Regions from separate parts of the Gossypium arboreum genome. Here region 2 is linked to region 1. A link is a contact called in public Hi-C data. All regions are on one chromosome and are shown on one strand. Each heading gives the region's core, a stretch centred on a gene start, on an enhancer-like site or on the middle of the called end of the contact. The rest is flanking DNA. Distances are from core to core; before and after follow the strand shown. Region 1 holds the start of LOC108470639 (mitochondrial outer membrane protein porin of 36 kDa). Region 2 holds the start of LOC108472914 (protein NRT1/ PTR FAMILY 4.6-like).

Region 1 (6,604 bases), core at 2,913-5,412:
ACGGGTAAATCAGTGAATTATGTGACAAGTAAGTCAATGATGAGGAAATATGAGAATGTGCTACGAGTTAGTACAGGTATGTACTTATAACCCATGAATAAATGTCTCGGTATACTATAAATATGTGGTAAGAATACATACGAGAAAGTTATGCTTGTGAAATATTGATAGTCATGTGACTAATGATCTACAATTATGATAAATGGATGTATGATTAGATTTGAAAATAATCATGTGTTAGGCTTATGAGCCTAATTGAGTTGGGATATAGTACGATGTATATAATTAAGTTGTGATTCAATAGATATGTGAAAGATTGTTAAGCTATATGTTGAAATTATAATTACTTGTAAATGATGTGCGTGTTGTTAAGCAAATTGAAATAACTTGTTAATAATGTGATATGTTATAATGGGGAGATTATGGTTGCTAGCCTAATGACAAGACAATATAATTAGTGTGTGTAAGATAAAAGAGTAAGCATTATGAATGAGTAAGTGGTAGTCATGGGATTTAATGCAAATTGTAATAATAGTATCATCATGGATGGATAAAGTAAATAAATGCTAATAGTTGTTCTTATTTGCATATGAACTTACTAAGCTTTGAAGCTTACTCCCCTTTCCTTTCCCATGTCTCATAAGGTTAATAAACTAGCTCGCGTTGGAGATCACCGGAGATGTTATCACATTATCAAGCTATCATCGCGGAGTAAAATTGAATACAAACCTCTTAAATTTATGGCATGTATAGGGACTTAGTCATTTGGTGTATGAATCATTATGATTTGGCTAAATATATTAGCTTGTGATGGTTAAAGATTTGACGTAATGTGTAGCCATGTAAATTGGCTTATATTGGCCAACGAATGGCATGTAAATATTTTTTAATAACTAGCTATTGGAATGGCTAGTTATGGATATGCTTTGGTGTTATGTATGTCTAAATGAAAGTTAATACAAAGAAATCATGAAATAGTAAAATTAGCATTAAAACAATTTTGGATAGTAGCAGTAATACAACTTTGAAATATCACCAAAATTGTAGAAATCGAATTAGAGGTTGAATAAAATATGAAATTAAATCTTATTGGGTCTAGTTTTACATAGAAGAAACAATGTAAGCAAAATAGTTTCATTTCATGAGATATTTGAATTTTTGTAAGACAAGGTTAGAATGATTTTGGGTTCCCCTGTTTGATTTGGAAAATCATTAAAAATTGTATAAAAATACTTTGGGGTTTAAATTTATATTTTTAATTTCTTAATGAGTCTAATTTCAAGAGAAATAAACGGGAACATCATCCGAATCCCGTACTAAGAGATTAGTAATCTTTAGTGAAGAAAGGTCGAAACTGTCAAACAACAAAATAGGGATGAATTTGAAGAATTAATTGTACTTATTGGCTAAACCATAAATTCTGAAAATTTTATGGTAGGCATATATTTGAGCCTAGTTTCGGAAAAATCAAGCGAATTTTAATTTAGAGTTCTATAACTCAAGATATAAATAAATTTGTTACTATGACTCAAGTGGACAGTTTTGTTATGAACAGTAAATAATTGTTTTGATATGTTGAAACCTTGATTATGGTTGTGTTGGTAGCTTAATTGTGTCATGCTAAGTTCAATTGAAAGTGTGTATGTGAATGTGCAAAATGAGGGTGGCAAATGGCTTGGTAAATAGTTATTTCCTTGGCCACACGGGCAGAGACACGGCTGTATGTCTTAGCTGTGTGAAGGACATGGCCCTGAGACACGAGCGTGTGACTTGGCCGTGTTACCTCAAATTGTGCATGACGTCATAAATAGAGAGTTACATGGGTTGAGGACACGGGCGTATCCCAAGCGACACGGGCATGTGTATGACCACACAGCCTACTCACACGGGCGTGTGACTCTCCAAAGTACGAAAATTTTCTAAGTGTCGTAAAAGTTTCAAAAGTTTTTGGTTTAGTCATGGGCCCGTATAAGGGACGATATGCATGTGATTGGATGAATTTGATTTGGTCCAAATTTTATGGCCCAGTTTTGTATGAATGTTTATGGTTAAGTCTGGTAACGCCTCAGACCCTGTCCCGGCGTAGAATACGAGTAAGGCGTGTTACATTATATGCAACTTGCTAGTTAGAGTTTTTGACATACATATTTGTTTCAGCCTTTTCCATAACACAGTGGTGGTTTTCTCCTTCATTACATCTTGCAAAATTTCGTTAGCCAAATGTTGATGTAATTGTGTTAACGCCTTTCGGTGTTAACGCTTTTCGATGATAACGCCTTTCGATCTTTACGCCTCTTCTCTTCCTCAGTCAATGTCGAATGCATCTAATCTGTCCCTAGTAGGGCATCAACTAAGTCCATCTGTGCAAGAACTGTTTGCATCTTTATCTGCCACAACGCGAATCTAGTGTTGCAATCCAACAGCGAAATTTCATACTTCAAATACGCCATTACCATGATTGAGATGAACAACCCAGAAGCTCTGATACTAATTTGTGAAAAAAAGTAGAACGTTGATAAAGAAAAGAAAAAAAAGAACACACAGATTTTTACGTGGAAACCCTTTCAGGAAAAAACTACGGGCAGAGGAGAAGATAATTCACTATGTCGAATTCGAATGATTACAAAAAGAGTAAGCTATGTCTATTTATAGGCTTGTAAAACCATATTCTAATAGAAGGAGTGTAGTAAGATTGAAACATCTTATTCTAATCAATATCAAGTAAATGAAGTTTATTAAGGTTTAAAAAACCTTATTTTAAAATAATAATAAAAAGTGTAGTTCTATAAGGATTTTACTTTCATTTAATTTTACCACTGTATTTTATTTAAATAAGGATTCGGATCACTTAATTCTAACATTACTCAACTATGCCCACGTTTCTAGTTTTGTCATCCAACTTTCAAATTTTCAATTTAGGCACTAACATTTGAATTTGTTCCTGTTTTGGTCACCCGCTTGATTCTAAATAATTCAATAAACTTAACTATTCACTTTTACAAATTCTATCAATTTGATCTTTAAACTTTCTAATCAAAGCTTTCAACTTTTAAAATAGAGGCAATCCACATCTATAAATTTGTAAAACCCAAAAAGAAAAAAAGAAAAACTTCTCTCAACTAATGAGCCATTTTCTGAGCCAATTTTAGATACCAATTGGTTTATCTTGAACATTTCTCTCCTTTTCTTTTTATTTTCATTAGTTTTCTTCTAAATATAGTATTGTATAGCCCTTTTATTGATAAAAATTTGACTAAAGAAAATGGAAAAAACGTTAAAAAAGAACACTTTAGATTTACTCTTATTGTTAACAATATGACATTTCTTTCAAAGTACATAGAAATAGTCCTCAAAGTAGGTTCTGGAAATTGAAAATTAAATTCAGAGCTAAAAAATATGGCTTTGAAAAATCCAATTGTTAAATCAATAATTATATCATAAGAAAAAAAATGAAAGAATTAGTTGAATATCCTTTTGTTCATTAATTTTTTTAAATTTTATAAATTGATTAAAAGATTATCATGTAACTATTTATTTTTAATTTTAAATCCACAATAAGTAGTATATATTAATAATCTAATTTAGTGTTAAATTATTTATCAAATTAATTAAAAACTAAAATTATTCTAGTAGAGTGAAAATTTATTTCTTACAAATATTAAATTATTATATAATTTTATTATATAATATATTTTTAAATTTTTATTTTCTATTATTTTAATAGTGTTTAGTTCATTTTGAACACTAACTTCTTAAAAATATAAACAAAAGGGTTATGTACATTAATTGGATAATTTCAACCTAAATAAAACAATTAATAGATGTGGATTGCCTTTGCTTTGAAAGCTAGAAGCTTTGGTTAGAAAGTTTAAGGATCAATTTGATAGAATTTGTAAATATGAAAGGTTAAATTTATTTAATTATTTAAAATTAGGATCAAATTAATAGAATATGTGAGTATTGAGGACTAAATGTGTTATTATAACAGTTAGAAATTAACATGGGAGCAACTAAAAATAATTCAAATGTTAGTGCCTAAATTGAAAAATTTTAAAATTAAGTGACTAAAATAAGAATGTGGGTATAATTAGATGACCATTTGTATAGTTTATCCTAATAATAATAGACTTCTACTTAAAAACGTGATCAGGCGACGAATTGCCCAATGTGCCCATTCCTGATATCAGCGGCCAAGGCTTTCTCACTTCATGATCAACGGTCCATAAAACTCCTTTTATTTTCAAATTAAACGGTTTTTCGATTATTATTATTATTATTATTCTTTTCCATCCCTGTCTTTCGCAACCAGCCTTCGTTTCTCACTTTCCTCTCCATTTTCTCGGCGAAATCAAGCATGGGGAAAGGACCTGGTCTCTACTCCGATATCGGAAAAAAGTCTAGAGGTGAAATTTTTTTCTCCTTTTATAGTTTATTTTTCATTTCAGCTTCCTTTGTTCATTTTTGTTTTTGTTTTAATTTCAGATCTTCTTTACAAGGATTACCAGGCCGACCACAAGTTCACTGTCACTACTTATACCTCCAATGGAGTCGTGAGTTTTTCTTTTAATTTTATTTTTAAATATTCCAGATGATATGGTGAAACATCTGCTCTCTTCAGTTCCGATTGTTTTAATTTATTTTCTTTGTCATAAACGAATTCGTAATTCATATTTTAGCAAAACCTATTAATTTGTATATGAATTTTTTTCTCTTATTTGTTCCGAGTGTTATTCTCTTATTTGTATATAATTTTTTCCAATACGCTCGCATGAATATCTGATCTTATGAATTTATGATTGATCTAGAGATTTATGATTTTGGCTCATTTTTTCCCTTCTCAATTATGTCAGGCAATCACATCAACTGGGATTAAGAAAGGTGAACTGCTTTTGGCTGATGTAAGTACTGAGCTGAAGAACAATAACATCACAACCAATGTCAAAGTTGACACTAAGTCTAATGTAAGTTGTAGAACAATTAGATAAGTCTTCGAATTTTAAAGGTCGTGTTCATATAATCATTGCATGCTATCTCATTACGATGAATACAAAGGTAAGCAATGTTTTGGTCTTGTACTGTTTTTACTCATTGTCAGGGTGAATTCAGTCTTGGCTTAAGTATTATCTCATTCTGTTTTTTTTTTTTTTCAATAGCTTTTTGCCACTGTTACCGTTGATGAACCTGCACCTGGATTGAAGACAATCTTTAGTTTTATTGTCCCTGATCAAAGGTCTGGCAAGGTAATAGACTTCCTTACTCATGCCATTAACTTCCTTTTTTTTTTTTCAATAATGCCAACATTTTCTACATCCTGGTTTAGGTAGCTAGCTGTAGCTATGTTTGTCATTTACTTCTGTAAACTTATAGGTTTCATCATGTGGTCATGACATGGTCTTTGTCATTATTGTGACAGGTGGAACTGCAATACCAGCATGAATATGCCGGCATAAGCACTAGCATTGGTTTGAATGCTAATCCCCTTGTTAACTTCTCTGGGGTGGTTGGAAACAATTGTGTCTCAGTGGGGACTGATCTCTCATTTGACACCGCCAGTGGAAACTTTACCAAATTGAATGCTGGGCTGAATTTCACCCATTCTGACCTCATTGCTTCCCTAACATTGTATGTAGTTCCTCGGCGGAGTTGGCTTTAACTTTTAGTTTACTTATTCACATATCCATATTTTCATATGGAACTTCCAGTAAACTGGTTTTTTCTTTCTGTAGCTTGTGCATGTATTCTGTTATTTTGCTTGTGGTTTTGATGAGGTTAATTTGTCGATAACCACAGAAATGATAAAGGTGACACTCTTAATGCTTCCTACTACCACATTGTTAGCCCATTGACGAACACAGCGGTTGGTGCGGAGCTGACCCATAGCTTTTCAAGTAATGAGAACACTCTCACAATCGGTACACAGCATGCTCTTGACCCGTTGACCACAGTGAGGACTCGACTGAACAACTACGGCAGAGCAAGTGCTCTTATCCAGCATGAGTGGCGCCCAAAATCCCTCTTCACTATCTCTGGAGAGGTGGACACCAGAGCAATTGAAAAGAGTGCTAAAGTCGGGCTGGCGTTGGCACTCAAGCCGTAGGGAAAGGTAATATCATTGTTTGAATGAAGGGAGGCCTTTACTTTTGATTGGTGAAACCGGAAGTCTGGAAGACTCGGGAGAGTAATAATGTTCTTTGACGGATTTTTCATGATCTTGGATTGAAAAAATAATTGTGATTGGCGAACTGAAATTGGCAATTTGTTATGTTAAATTTGCTAGGGCGTACAGTGTTTTTTTTTTTTTTTTTGGTTTAAAAAAACAAGGCAGTAGCCTATTCATCTGTGAAATGCAAATGTTGCTTACATGCTATTACTTAAGTTGTTTCAGTCATTAAACTTGGCAGGCAGAGGATGAGGAAATTATAATATCTTAAGAAAGAGGATCCAATAGGAAAAGGAAGGGGCCTTTCCAGTCGTGGCTTAATCAAGGAGTAGCAATGCAAGAGCCTGATCAATTTGTTAGTGTAATAGTATAATGTAAATTAGTAGCATACGGAATGGAATTATGTGCTTTTGCTTCAGCCCTCGAGGACCTGGAATTTGGGAG
Region 2 (6,604 bases), core at 1,340-3,839, 280 kb after region 1:
ATGGTTGTAAGAGGGCTGCCAAAGGGTATTTTGTTCCTGTAAACAGCCGAACCAGCAAGGAAGATTGCGATTGACAACAATACTGCAATTGTAGAGATGGAAAAACCCCACTTCCATCCCATATTATCTTCAACCCACACAACAAATGTGACGGCTATGAGTGCACCGAATGAGAGACAGAATACAAAGTAGTTGAAGAAGGTGGATCTTTGCTTCCTTCCCTGTGGGGTGTTGGCATCAAACTGCTCAGCGCCATGTGTTGGTAAGGAACCCTTTATCCCTCCAACACCAAGCGCCACAAGATAGAGGCCAGTGAACAGCATTACTGCTTTCCCACCTCCAACTTCATGGCATGGAATGGAGGGGGTTGATGGACTACATTCTCGTGGCTTTAGGGAAGCAGTCCGAGCTTGCATTGCAAGAATGACCGACCCCTGTTTCAAGGACCACAATTGGTTAGGCATGCCTGCTCAATTAGCAAGTGTGTAGACTTTAGAAGTCCCCCAGCAATTAATTTGAATAACTTTGATTCATAATAAGCATTCCTTTCTCTTTCCTTTGTATCTCTTTTAAGGCATTCATGGGAAGAAATGAAGCTTGCATTCAATTCCTTATACAGCTAGGTAAACTCGGTTTCATGCAGTTTTCAAACATAAGAAAGACTTTCAAGTCCGAAATCCATACATACACAGCATCCAAGGTTGTATAATAGATAGGGAAGAGGAGATGAGTACAATAGATAGGGAAGAGGAGATGAGTACGCCTGGATCAAACTGATTCGTCAGTTCCCTATATGATTGATTTCCACATACTAAACCGAAAAGCCGATAGCATTAAGGTCCAACTTGTTGGGCCGTTCAATTTGGTTTTTCCGTTATGTGGCGTTAGCCACACAAGGATTGCACTGCGAAGATTTCAATGATATGTTGCTGTAAAGAAACCGGGTTGTTGACGACATGGCTTTGTTATATTGAATTGTGCAGGGTGAGCATGATTCTCAGTTAAATAGACTTTCAAGTTTCGCTTGGGCTCTATCAATGGCCGCCCACGTGGTTCATGAGCCTGCCTAAAATGAAATGAGCAACCTTTGCTTCATTTCCCTTTTTCATTCGAAGAAAGCTACGCACCCATTATTAAATGGATTTGGTTTTCCCAGTATTTTCTTCGGATTCGTCTCTTTCTCCAGCCACATACTGTACAGTGATTGGTGGATGAGAGTTGAAAATTACCGTGTATTAGACGTACGACATAGGGTAGGAGCTCCAGCGACTGTTTGACACTCATGCGGTACGTGTAGAGCTAAAGCTCTCTTATCGTTAAACTAAAATCCCAAGGCGTCGGCTTTGTAAGGATAAGTCCCATGACTAATACCCCAACATTGGCCTACTCCAGGACCCACTCGCCCCACTTCCCAATTTATGGATAAGAAAAAAAGGAATTTCTTTAATGGAATACGAGGCATTTGAAAGCATAGTTAACATAACCGATTGTTGTTGGAAGTTCCAATATGTGATGGAAGGTTGAATTGAAACAGACCCTGTTTTATTATCTCAGAATTAGTTTACTTTTGGGATCCGAAAGAAAGTGGACAAATATACTGACATTTTTTACTAAGGCCACGTTAGTTGTTGTATCTAGGCGGACTGGGTTTTTTTGTTTATACCGAACTCGCAGGGAGGGAACACTATCAGATTTTTGCCCGTGTCTTTTATTTATGACAACCACAATGCGGATGAAGTGCAATAATGAAACAATACATAGAGAGTTCTAAAGATAAGTGTGTGAAAATGGAGTACCAGGAATTGGATGAGTGCGCTTATGAGGTAGATGTGAAAAGTAGTGAAGAAAGTGTCGGATAAGAAGCCCCCAAGCAGAGCCAGAAGGAAGGCTGTCCCCATGAAATTGGTGACATAGTTTGCCGATTTTGATGGAGATAAGTGCATGTGCTTTGACAGATACAGCACCAGGTTGCTACTATTTGCCAAGTAGGCCAGGTTCTCCAGCACTTCCACAACTACGTACAGCCAAAATTTATCATTAAACTAAGCGATGGAACCAACCTATAAAATAAGCCTACAGCGGAAGCTCACCCTTGATTTGTGTCAAAAGCAACAAAAAGGAATAGATCAGGTAACTAACCCAAGACAAAGGAGGCAGCCACCATGCAACCATGTTGGCCCCTTAAAGCAGGTCTGCCCCTCCAATCCACATACCCTTCCCATCTATTATCCTGGTATCCTCCTTCCTGTACAATAAAAGGCGAGTTAGTAATAGTATCTAGGAAAGCAACATAGGTTTGTTGTCTGTTGTTTGTACTTTGAATGAAGCAACGAGAGGACGAATAATGAGTGAGATGACAACATAAAAAGAGCAGCAAAATAAAAAAATTAAAAGGGCGGGGGGGGGGGGGAACCCACCATTGTTTTTTCTCTCTCCTATTCTCAACTTGGGTAATTATGTTGGTATTTGATCTCGAGTGTGAGTAGAAAAGCATGGTGAGAGTGGTGGGGGTATTTAAAGAGAGGGGAAGGGAAGAGCATTTGATGGTTTCATTTCAACTTGGAGGAGAGAATGGTCTTCACACTTCACATAAGTTACTTTTTGACTCATCATCCTTGGAACCTTTTGTTTTATACTAAGAATTCTTTCATTTTATTATTTTATTTGAAAATTATCATATTAACGAACAGTTTATTTTTGTAATAACAAAGTTTCTTTTATTAAAGATTGCTAACTTATAGTATTAAAGATTGCTAACTTATAGTAAAAATGCTTCAGAGGAGGAAGATTAGGAGAGAAATATATCAAATTCTCCCCACCCATTATTAAAGGAACCCAAAAAAACAAAAAAGTACCTTTCTCTTTCTTTGACCATCGAAAGCCAAAACCTTCGTCGCGGATGCCTAATGATAGTATTTGTTTTTGTCTTTTCTTCCAACAAAATATGAATTCAGTTAGCAAATAGAAACAACAAAGCAGTACACGCCTTGAGGAGTAGAACAAAACCAGCAAGAAGCAACACACAGTGAGCAGCTGATCGATAAATGCCCCCTTAGGAGGTGTGGCGCCAAACGTTGACAAAAACCACTGTCTTCATGTTCAACCACAAGTGGTTAAGTGGTTTAAGAATCTCCCAGGGGCGCCAAGGTTGATATCGAGTATTGGTGTACCGAGAAGCAGCCACTATAGAATCGGATTCCACCACTACAGAATCAGAACAACAATATAAAACTTATCTTTAATCTTGTTTCATTTTTCACTTGACATTTTGATTATCTTCCATATCTTTCTCCTTCCAGTACTGTTATAATAAAATTTTCTGATTTATATATAATTATAAGATAAAGAATATATTCTTTAGTCCGTGTACACTCAGGAATTTAGCAAGTGGATGACGATGACATGGATATATATATATATATACACATACGGCAGCTTTATGAAAATGTCTTTTGTGGCCGTGTGATTATCATGAATACTGTTTCCCCAAACCCAAAATCCAATGTTTACACAAATGAATGGAATCCCCAGTTAACAAATTGAAAACAGTGGTTAAAAGAAGCAAAGGGTAGTGATAAGATCACTTCGGCTGGACGATTGCTAATTGCTTGACATGATAGAATCTAATAGCCATACAATGGAGGATTATTATATTAATGGCTCCCAATCTCCTACCGACAAGCTTATGTGCAATAATGCTTGAAGATATGAAAAGATGATAGAAATTGGATGTGCGGTCTCATGAGTAAAAAATACTACTACATATCCATTTTCTTGTTAGGCTTATTTCAAATATTACCCTCTATATTATACCCATTTTTTGGTACTTCAATTTTTTTTTCAGTCAGTTTGAGTACCTTACCCATTTAATTCTAGATATTAATGCCATTTGTAAAAAAAATCACCATGCAGCATTTTCTTTTTGAAATTTTACAGGAAAATTAAGACAAACAGGGAGAGAAATAAAAAATGTTTTTATTACAACAATAAAGTTAATTAGAAAGAACTAACTTATCAATTATTATCGAATTTAAAATGTCGACTCTCTCTAAAAACTTGATTTCCACGGCGTGGTTGTTGGTAGACAGCGCGGAGAAGAGTGACGACTACCTGAGGCTGAGGACTGATTGAGGGAAGCAATACAGGAGCTACAGGGGCATCATAGGATGGTAGCGAGTGGCGACGACACCTTGTTGCGCGAAAAAACTTAGAGTAAAAGAAGATTGAGAGAGAAGAAGAAAAACGAGGAAGAAGAGAGAAATCTAAATGTTCATCTGTATATTGATAACTGCTTGCCCTATACAACTCATGTTTAATAAGAGAAAATAACAAAAGAACAGCGTGGAAAATTTTGTTATAACCAAACGCAACGTTTCACTAATGTTCTGCGCCCCGTTTACTGTTTTAACCTTAGAATCAAAACTCTCCGTTTTACTTAAGATCAAAACTCTACTTTTAATTAAATGAGGTTAACTGTTTAAACTAACTTCTTTCCTTTTATCTTCTATTTTCTGCTCCTTGTTTTCTAGCCCGTATCAGTACTTCTTTCCTAGGAAAAATTCTTGTCCTCAAGGATGAAAATGAGGAAATTTGGTTTGAAGCAGGTCGAGAGACTCCCATGACGCATCTTTTGGAAAAGAGTTAGCCTATTCCACTAAGACTTCAGTAACAGCTATATTGCCTTTCTTGACTATTCTTCTATCCACAATCCGAACTGGTTCTTTTGGCAATACTCCATGAATATCCACCAATGACAAATGAGCCTGAGTAGATGATGCACCTACATGTTTCTTCAGCTAAGTGACATGAAAAGTGGGATGAATACGAGACCCCGGTGGTAACTGAAGAGTGTATGCCACCTCTCCCACTTTTTGGATCACAGGAAAAGGTCCATAGAACTTTGGAGATAGTTTCTGACTAAGAATTCTTCTGTCTGTTGCCTATAGGGTTGCAGCCTCAAATAAACTAAATCCCCTATTTGGAAAGTTCTATCCAAACAATGTTTGTCAGCAAACAGCTTCATGCGTATCTGAGCTCTCTTTAAATAGAACTACAATAGTTTCCTCGCTGCCTCTCGAGATTGTAGGCTTCTATCGACCACCAGTACTGAGGAAGTCCTGGCTAAATAGGGCATGCGCGTAGGTGGCGACTGGCCATATAAGGCTTCATATAGAGTAAGCTAGATGGATGAATGAAAGGATGAATTATACTACCACTCAGCAATAGGTAACCAATAGGACCAGTGAGCAGGTGTTTCGCTAGTCATGCACCTCAAATAATTTTCAAGGCATCGGTTCAACACCTCTGTCTGCCCATCAGTTTGAGGATGGTAGGCTGTGGACAAAAGGAGTTTGGTACCCACCCTTCGAAATAATTCTTGCCAAAAATGACTGACAAAAATTTTGTCTCTGTCCGATATGATTAAATCGGGCATGCCATGCAGTTTGTAAATATGGGTCAAATACTTCTGTGTTACATCCTTAGCTGTATACGGATGGGATAAAGCCACAAAATGACCATACTTAGTCAAACGATCCACCATAACTAGAATAGAGTTTTTCTTGTTGGAATTGGGCAATCCTTCAATGAAATCCAAGCTAACCATTGACCAAGCTTTGTTAGGTATAAGTAGTGGCTGAAGAAGACTAGGATATGCCACTGACTCACTTTTGCACTTTGACAAGGCACACACTCCCTAACCCATTTTTTAACATCTGACGTGAGACCCTTCCAATAAAGCAAGCTGAACAAACGTTTCCTGGTCACATCTAGCATGAAAATGATAAAACAGATCTTATCGCAATTGTATATCTTTTACCACCATAATTTTTCCCTTCCTGTACAGAAATTGCCCATCCCAAGAATACTTTTGATCGTGAGACTGAGACTGTTGGATATTTTGAATATGTTTTTATAACTTATTATAACACCGTACACCCGAGCCCTACGCTAGGACAGGATACGAGGTGTTACCACACTTAATCACATGCATACAATCATATCGATGTCATTAAGACTCGATCAAATTTAAAAATTTTTTGAACTTTGTTTAAACTCCATAATATAGGCCTACAAGGCCCCAAACATCCATTGGAAACCATTTGAGACCAACCTGAGTTCTTTAACTAACTTTAGAAAAATAACTCTTGAAACAGGACATACGCACGTTTGAAAGGGCAACACGCCTGTGTAGGTATTATGACATGGTCGTGCTAATGAACCGTGTGGTTTACACGGCCTAAGCACAAGGGGACACGTCCGTGCCCCAAATTTGTGTGAATTAAATTCTAAATTCGTGCCTACAAGGGTTTTCACACTGCCTACCACACGCCCGTGTTTATGGCCCGTGTCCCTCACATGGCTAAGACACGCCCGTGTCTAATAACATTGACATTCTGTTTCTAACGTCAGCATCCAATAAGGGGCACATGGCCAAGGCACACACCTGTGGCCAGAGGCCGTGTCTTCTACACTGCTGAGACACACGGTCGTGGCTCTGCCCGTGTGTTTACTACCATGCATACTGACTTGCAAATTTTACGTACAGGGGACACACGGCTGGACAACACGCCCATGGGGCTGCCAGTGTGTCTACCCGTATGGA

Evidence for each region. A called contact is a pair of places that touch in the nucleus more often than the background predicts.
Region 2: a Hi-C map of leaf shows a contact between it and region 1, with 2.9 times the contacts expected there. The contact joins the promoter of LOC108472914 here to the promoter of LOC108470639 in region 1. A contact is called at or near these places in 2 of 5 Hi-C or Micro-C datasets (both in leaf).

What each region holds. Positions count from the first base shown.
Region 1 is chr3:56,462,442-56,469,045 of ASM2569848v2, forward strand. It overlaps LOC108470639 (mitochondrial outer membrane protein porin of 36 kDa), which reads left to right and starts at 4,163. Exons shown (of 6, transcript XM_017772002.2): 1 at 4,163-4,403; 2 at 4,483-4,550; 3 at 4,851-4,961; 4 at 5,154-5,240; 5 at 5,414-5,622; 6 at 5,791-6,375. The coding sequence starts at 4,355. The coding sequence ends at 6,097.
Region 2 is chr3:56,748,930-56,755,533 of ASM2569848v2, forward strand. LOC108472914 (protein NRT1/ PTR FAMILY 4.6-like) reads right to left here and starts at 2,590. Exons shown (of 5, transcript XM_017774479.2): 1 at 2,418-2,590; 2 at 2,140-2,245; 3 at 1,797-2,014; 4 at 1-434. The coding sequence starts at 2,420.